Linked DNA regions of Zea mays: region 1 is linked to region 2. Evidence: chromatin contacts called from public Hi-C data. All regions are on one chromosome and are shown on one strand. Each heading gives the region's core, a stretch centred on a gene start, on an enhancer-like site or on the middle of the called end of the contact. The rest is flanking DNA. Distances are from core to core; before and after follow the strand shown.

The links. Hi-C and Micro-C count contacts between places; a contact is called where the count stands out from the background.
Region 1: a contact with region 2 is called in a Hi-C map of tassel, with 2.6 times the contacts expected there. The contact joins the promoter of LOC100281606 here to the promoter of LOC103651811 in region 2. A contact is called at or near these places in 2 of 25 Hi-C or Micro-C datasets (ear and tassel).

Annotation. Positions count from the first base shown.
Region 1 is chr3:20,345,019-20,347,718 of Zm-B73-REFERENCE-NAM-5.0, forward strand. LOC100281606 reads left to right here and starts at 1,319. Exons shown (of 4, transcript NM_001371786.1): 1 at 1,319-2,172. The coding sequence starts at 1,383.
Region 2 is chr3:20,102,330-20,105,029 of Zm-B73-REFERENCE-NAM-5.0, forward strand. It overlaps LOC103651811 (LEAF RUST 10 DISEASE-RESISTANCE LOCUS RECEPTOR-LIKE PROTEIN KINASE-like 2.1), which reads right to left and starts at 1,385. Exons shown (of 4, transcript XM_035966157.1): 1 at 667-1,385. The coding sequence starts at 1,333.

The DNA.
Region 1 (2,700 bases), core at 69-2,568, 240 kb after region 2:
CCTACTATCATTGGATTACCATCATCTATCTAGAAGGACATGCATTTCCAAAAGAAAATGTGGACACGAACGCCAGGGCGAGTCGCATGGCAACGGCGGTCTGGACACTAGACCCGGAGAGATTTTTCGCCGCGCGGAAGCAGAGCCAGGAGGGGCGAGCGGGTGAGCGGCTGCAGATGCGCGTGTGGAAAATCAAGTAAACAAACCGCATTGGCGTGCCGCTGCCGCGGCGCCGTCGCTTCCACGGGAAAGGTGACGGAGACGGAGACTTAGGGCCTGATTGGTTGCCCGCATATAGGCCAATCAGACTCACGGTATGCGGCCGTAGTGTGTTTGGTTGTATGTTGCATCCACGTAACCAGGCGCGTGCTACTTTGCCGCTTGTTTGGTTTGCCGCATATGCATCAGCGCCTGTGTCTCGCGATGCAAAAAAGGAGCTCGGGCCAGGCTCTGGAGATGCGACCAAAATCTGCGCATCTGTGGAGCCAGGCTCACGCGATGCACAGCCAGGCTGCCGCGGACCTGGCTCGCTCGGCCATGCTGCCTAGATACGGCAACCAATCAGGCCCTTAGAAATCAAGATCGCATGCCTGGTGTGCACGGTTTTCTAGTCCATCCAGTGACCAAGCGAGGAATCGCTGGCCACAGGCAGGCCCACGCCCGGATGCTAGATTATTCTGTTCGTTCTACTGGTTTTAATCTATAACCTTCTATTAATTCTACAGTATTTTTTATCTTTATAAATTACAACGTTATCCGAAGAACAGGCCTAGCTGACTGTGGCGACGTTTGGTAGTGGTGGGGGTCTGGGGGAAGCATTGCTCCAGGAGCATATACCGGACGCTGCAGACCTGCGTTTTAGCAAAAGCAGATGCCATGTTAACACTGCGATGGTCATGTAGTTGTCCACGATTGGTGGCGGTGCTGCGGGCATATCATCATGCACGGAGCCACGGACGAACACTCTTTTGGCTTCCCGGATCCTTCAGCCTTCATCTCTCCAAAGGCAGACAGCTAACAGGAGCCGGACACGAGGATTCGATGCTCACGGTTTGAGACCCTCTGCTACGTTCCATCCAACGGCTCTTTCTTGTGCCGCCTCCGTGGCCCGATCCGATCGCCCATGGCGGCCGCAGCAGCAGCAGAGGATGCCCGGCCGCTGAGGTTTCTGTGGCTGGCAAGTGCATGGCGGAACTGTCCTGTCCTGGGAACAAATTCCGGTCCAAGTATCTGACCATGACCGCAGCAGCTGCGTGCGTCAGACGCCCTCTTTTTTCACAACCTCCGCAGTCCACTCCACCACCCGCCCACCGGCCACCGGGCAGACAGACGCCAACCAGAACTAGAACCACCACCTATCCTTTCCTTCCTCAGTCCTCACGATGCAGACCACCGCCGTGGTGGCGGCGGCGCTGCTGCTCCTCCTCTCCGCCTTCCCGCGCTTAGGCTCAGCCACGGCCGCCGCCGCCGACACCAATACCAACACCAACCAGACGACCAGCGGCGGCAACGGCACGGGCTGCGCGCCGGCGCGGTGCGGGGGGCTGACCATCACGTACCCGTTCTCGCTCGTGGGCGCGCACCCAATCTACTGCGGCTTCCCGGCCTTCCAGCTGACGTGCGACGCCGCCGCCAACCGCACGTACCTCAGCAGGACGTTCAGGGACCGCCTCTACCGCGTCCTCCACATATTCTACGGCAACAGCTCCCTGGTGATGGCCGTCCAGGCCACCTTCGCCGGCGACGGCGGGTGCCGCGTGCCCGACTTCAACGTGTCCGCCAGCCTCGCGCTCCTGCCCGTCTACATCAGCGCCGCCAACAGGAACCTCACCTTCGTCTACGGCTGCGACGTCCCTCCGCGGCTCCGGCTGCAGCCGGCGTGCGACAACACTACTATGGGGGCGTACACCTCCGACGACGACACCACCGAGCCGCTCGGTTCGATCAACTGCAGCAGCGTGAGCGTGCCGGTGCGCTGGATCGAGCGCGGAACGGAGCCCGGTCGTCGGCTGAACTACTCGGAGCTGATCGGGGAAGGGTTCCTGCTGGAGTGGCCGCCGAGGTCGACGGCGGAATGCGACGAGTGCAAGGAGCGCGGCGGGGAGTGCAGATTCCCCGATATTTCGTTCCAGTGCATCTGCCGCGACGGGAGACCCTGCCGACGCTCTCGCGGTAAGCAAACTCTATCAGCTAATTGAATCCTTTACCCTGCAATGCTAGCTCCCACCGCACTGAGCTGTTTTTGATCGAGCGAGAGCCGAGAGCAACACGTTTCTCCCGTTATTGTGATTTCGAATTTAAACAAGATGCTCAAAGAATTTCCATTTCACTTAAAACTAACGAAAATGAAACAGCTAGTTGTCTTAAGTCTGAAGTATTTTTCATTTGAGGCGCCAAAGAAAAAAAACCCAATGAAAGCTGGCTGTATTTTTTTACTATTATTTTTTTGCTGGAGAACAAGGGCAGCTAGAATTCAGATGCATCCTCAATCATCAATGCAACTTCTTCTCCTACGACTAATCTATAGCCGGCACCATTTGAAAATTGAAATGGTCAGTTCCTATACTTGGAACTCTGAACCGCCTCTAGAAATCTAGTGGCCGAGTGTTTTTTTTTTTGGGGGTCAGAAGCAGGAGGGGGGTTTTTAACCCCCTACTGTGCTAGTGGCAGAGTGTATTGCTCGTATATGTATAGTGCCAG
Region 2 (2,700 bases), core at 135-2,634:
GCTCTGAGACATCTTGGACCCCAGGTCTTATGTTGGTTTCTGGTTGCTGCAGCCTACAGATCCTATGCATGAGTGCATGACCAACATTTGTCTTTGGGTTTCTCGTGATCCAGGTTTATCTTTATTACTGTCTGCCTCTACTGGTGTTGCTCTGTTGATGGATGTGTAGGATCACGTAAAGCTGGGTTGATTCGCCATGGTCTCTTGCCGCTAGCCAAAACCCCCCGCCCCAAACCCCGGCTAAACATGCAGGGTCACACGCCGGCGTTGCTGCGTGATGGGTGTGGGGTGTGGCCGAATGGATGCCCATGGCTCTGCCCAAATCGTTTTAGCGTCAAGGCGCCAAAATGCTGCCGTCAAATCCACCGAATAAACTAGGATTAACTAAATAATAAAGTGATTATAAGGCTCACTGTTGGAGTAAAACAAATTTGTTAGGTCCTAAATAACTTGAATCGTGTCTTAATTCGACTTCTAGGACCCAACTTTAGGCTTGGAGTTGCTCCTCTGACAGACATGGGAAATGCTTCACTAAAAAATATTTTTTATGGCTGCTTAAGAGCCGTCACTTGACTTGATTCTTCCTACAGTCTGCCGAAGAAAGGTATCGATGAACTAACCTATATATGGAGCGTGGCATAGTAATTTGGATTAACTTGTACTCACCGCAGCTCACTGGGTAATGTATGCCGTCTGGGCAATTGCAGGAGAAAGCCAGGCCGTTGGCAGGGTACATGCATTCCCCGCCGCTTGCAGTGCACTTGGAGCAATCCCCCGAGACCGCCGTCCACTCGAGGAGAAATCCGTTCCTCAGGCCCGCGACGTAGTTGTGCCTGCTGTCCCGGTCTGGCGGCGGGACGGTAGGCATGACGGCGACAAGGCAGCCCGAGCCCGGCGGTGTTGCCGCCCCCGCCCCGTGCTCTCTGTAGCTGTAGCTCCCGAACCGCCGTCTAAACCCGACGAACGAGGAGTTGTCGCAGGGCATGCGCTGGAACCCAGGCAGAGCAGAGCCTCCGGCACCGGCTCGTCGCATCGGGAGAGGAACCGGAGCTCGCTGTTGGCTCTGCTGACGGCGAACGCCCCCATGAACTCCATGGCGATCGAGATGTTGAAGCACGGCGCCGGGCAGCCGGCGGCGAGTGGCAGGTTCTCGTCCACCACGTGCAGAGAGTTGTTCTCGTTGAAGATGTTGACCACCCGGTACGCCTGGAACATGGAGTGGGTCAGGAACGCGCCGCTGCTGTTGCACTTGAGCTGGAAGGGCGGCGACCCGCACGGCGGCTGCCCTGGCTCCTCCAGCCAGAACGGGTACGAGATGTTCAGGCTCCCGCATGCCTTGGGCGAGCAGCCTTGTTGTTCAGGCTCTGTTGTTTGGGAAGTACCCATTGAAAGCTGTAGCAAGAAGGCTACAGTGTGGACAACTAGTGATGGCAAGAGCACGGCAGTCCCGAATTTTTTGTATTTTAGCCCCTTAAACAGAAATAAATTCACGTTTAGACCTACAAAAATTTTAAATGCAGTTTTGGATCCTTAGCACGGCGCCATAGCCTGTGGCGCCGAGCTAACACAGCTCGGCGCCACAGCCTATGGCGCCGAGCTGTGACGTGGCCGCAACGGCTAGCTGCGTCCAGGGCTGACCTGGCGCTGACGTGGCGGCGGCGCGGCCTCGTAGCTCGGCGCCACAGATCTTGGCGCCGAGCTACGAATTCCTATAAAAACGCCCCCGCGGCTGGCCGAGAGCAGCTCATTTCATCTCATTTCCAAACTTCGTCAAAATTTCCTGGATTCAAAGATTTGAGTTGGTTCACTTCGTAGACCAAGGTATGAATTCGAACTGATTCGTTTGTATATTAGGTTTTTAGTTTAATAATTTGTATACACCTATTATATTATCATTTCGATTATTAGTTTGTGTAAACTTATTATAAAGCATAATAGGTACAAGTGATAATTATAATCGTTTATTAGATGAAAGACATGTACCGAGAGGCGTTGTGGCAGAAGAGAGGTCGTCCTCGGGAGTTATATCCGGACGTATCTAGTAAGGATGCTCCTGTTCCTCCTGAACTCCCCGTGCCTAACTGTGACTGTGGCAGACTGGCTTGGGTACATCAATCACAACATCCAGACACGGCTGCTCGCTGCTACTACCTTTGTGGCACTTTGGACGTACGTAGCTTATGACTTGTCACTTAATTTTGTTCGCATTCATTATTTTGTAGATATGTAATAGTGCATCTTTCAATTATTTTAGGGACATCAGAGGTGTTTCTTTTTCCAGTGGATCGATGGTCCTGATAAATTTGACCCTCGATATCTTCTTTTCGTTAATTGGTTGAGTGGAAGGACCACTCATGAGCGTTTTAAGCGTTGGGTACCTCCTCCCCCGAATCCTCCACCAATGACGGATGCGGAGAAGGAGGTAGCAACAGAAAGACGGATGGACTCACCGCCTCGATGCGATTGTGGAGACCGTGCTGTCATCGACGAAGACTATGACAAGCAGTTCTGTTGTCCGAACATTGATTATGTGAGCCCATTGATACGCTAAATGTATGAACTAGTTTTTATTTACAATAAATTACTAATTTTTTCTCTTGCAGCCATACGGGTGGCGTAAGTGTCGTTTCAGAGAGTGGTTGTATGGTCCTTTGTCCCATTGGCCAGAGCCAGAGGTAAAGGAAAAGAGATACATGGGGT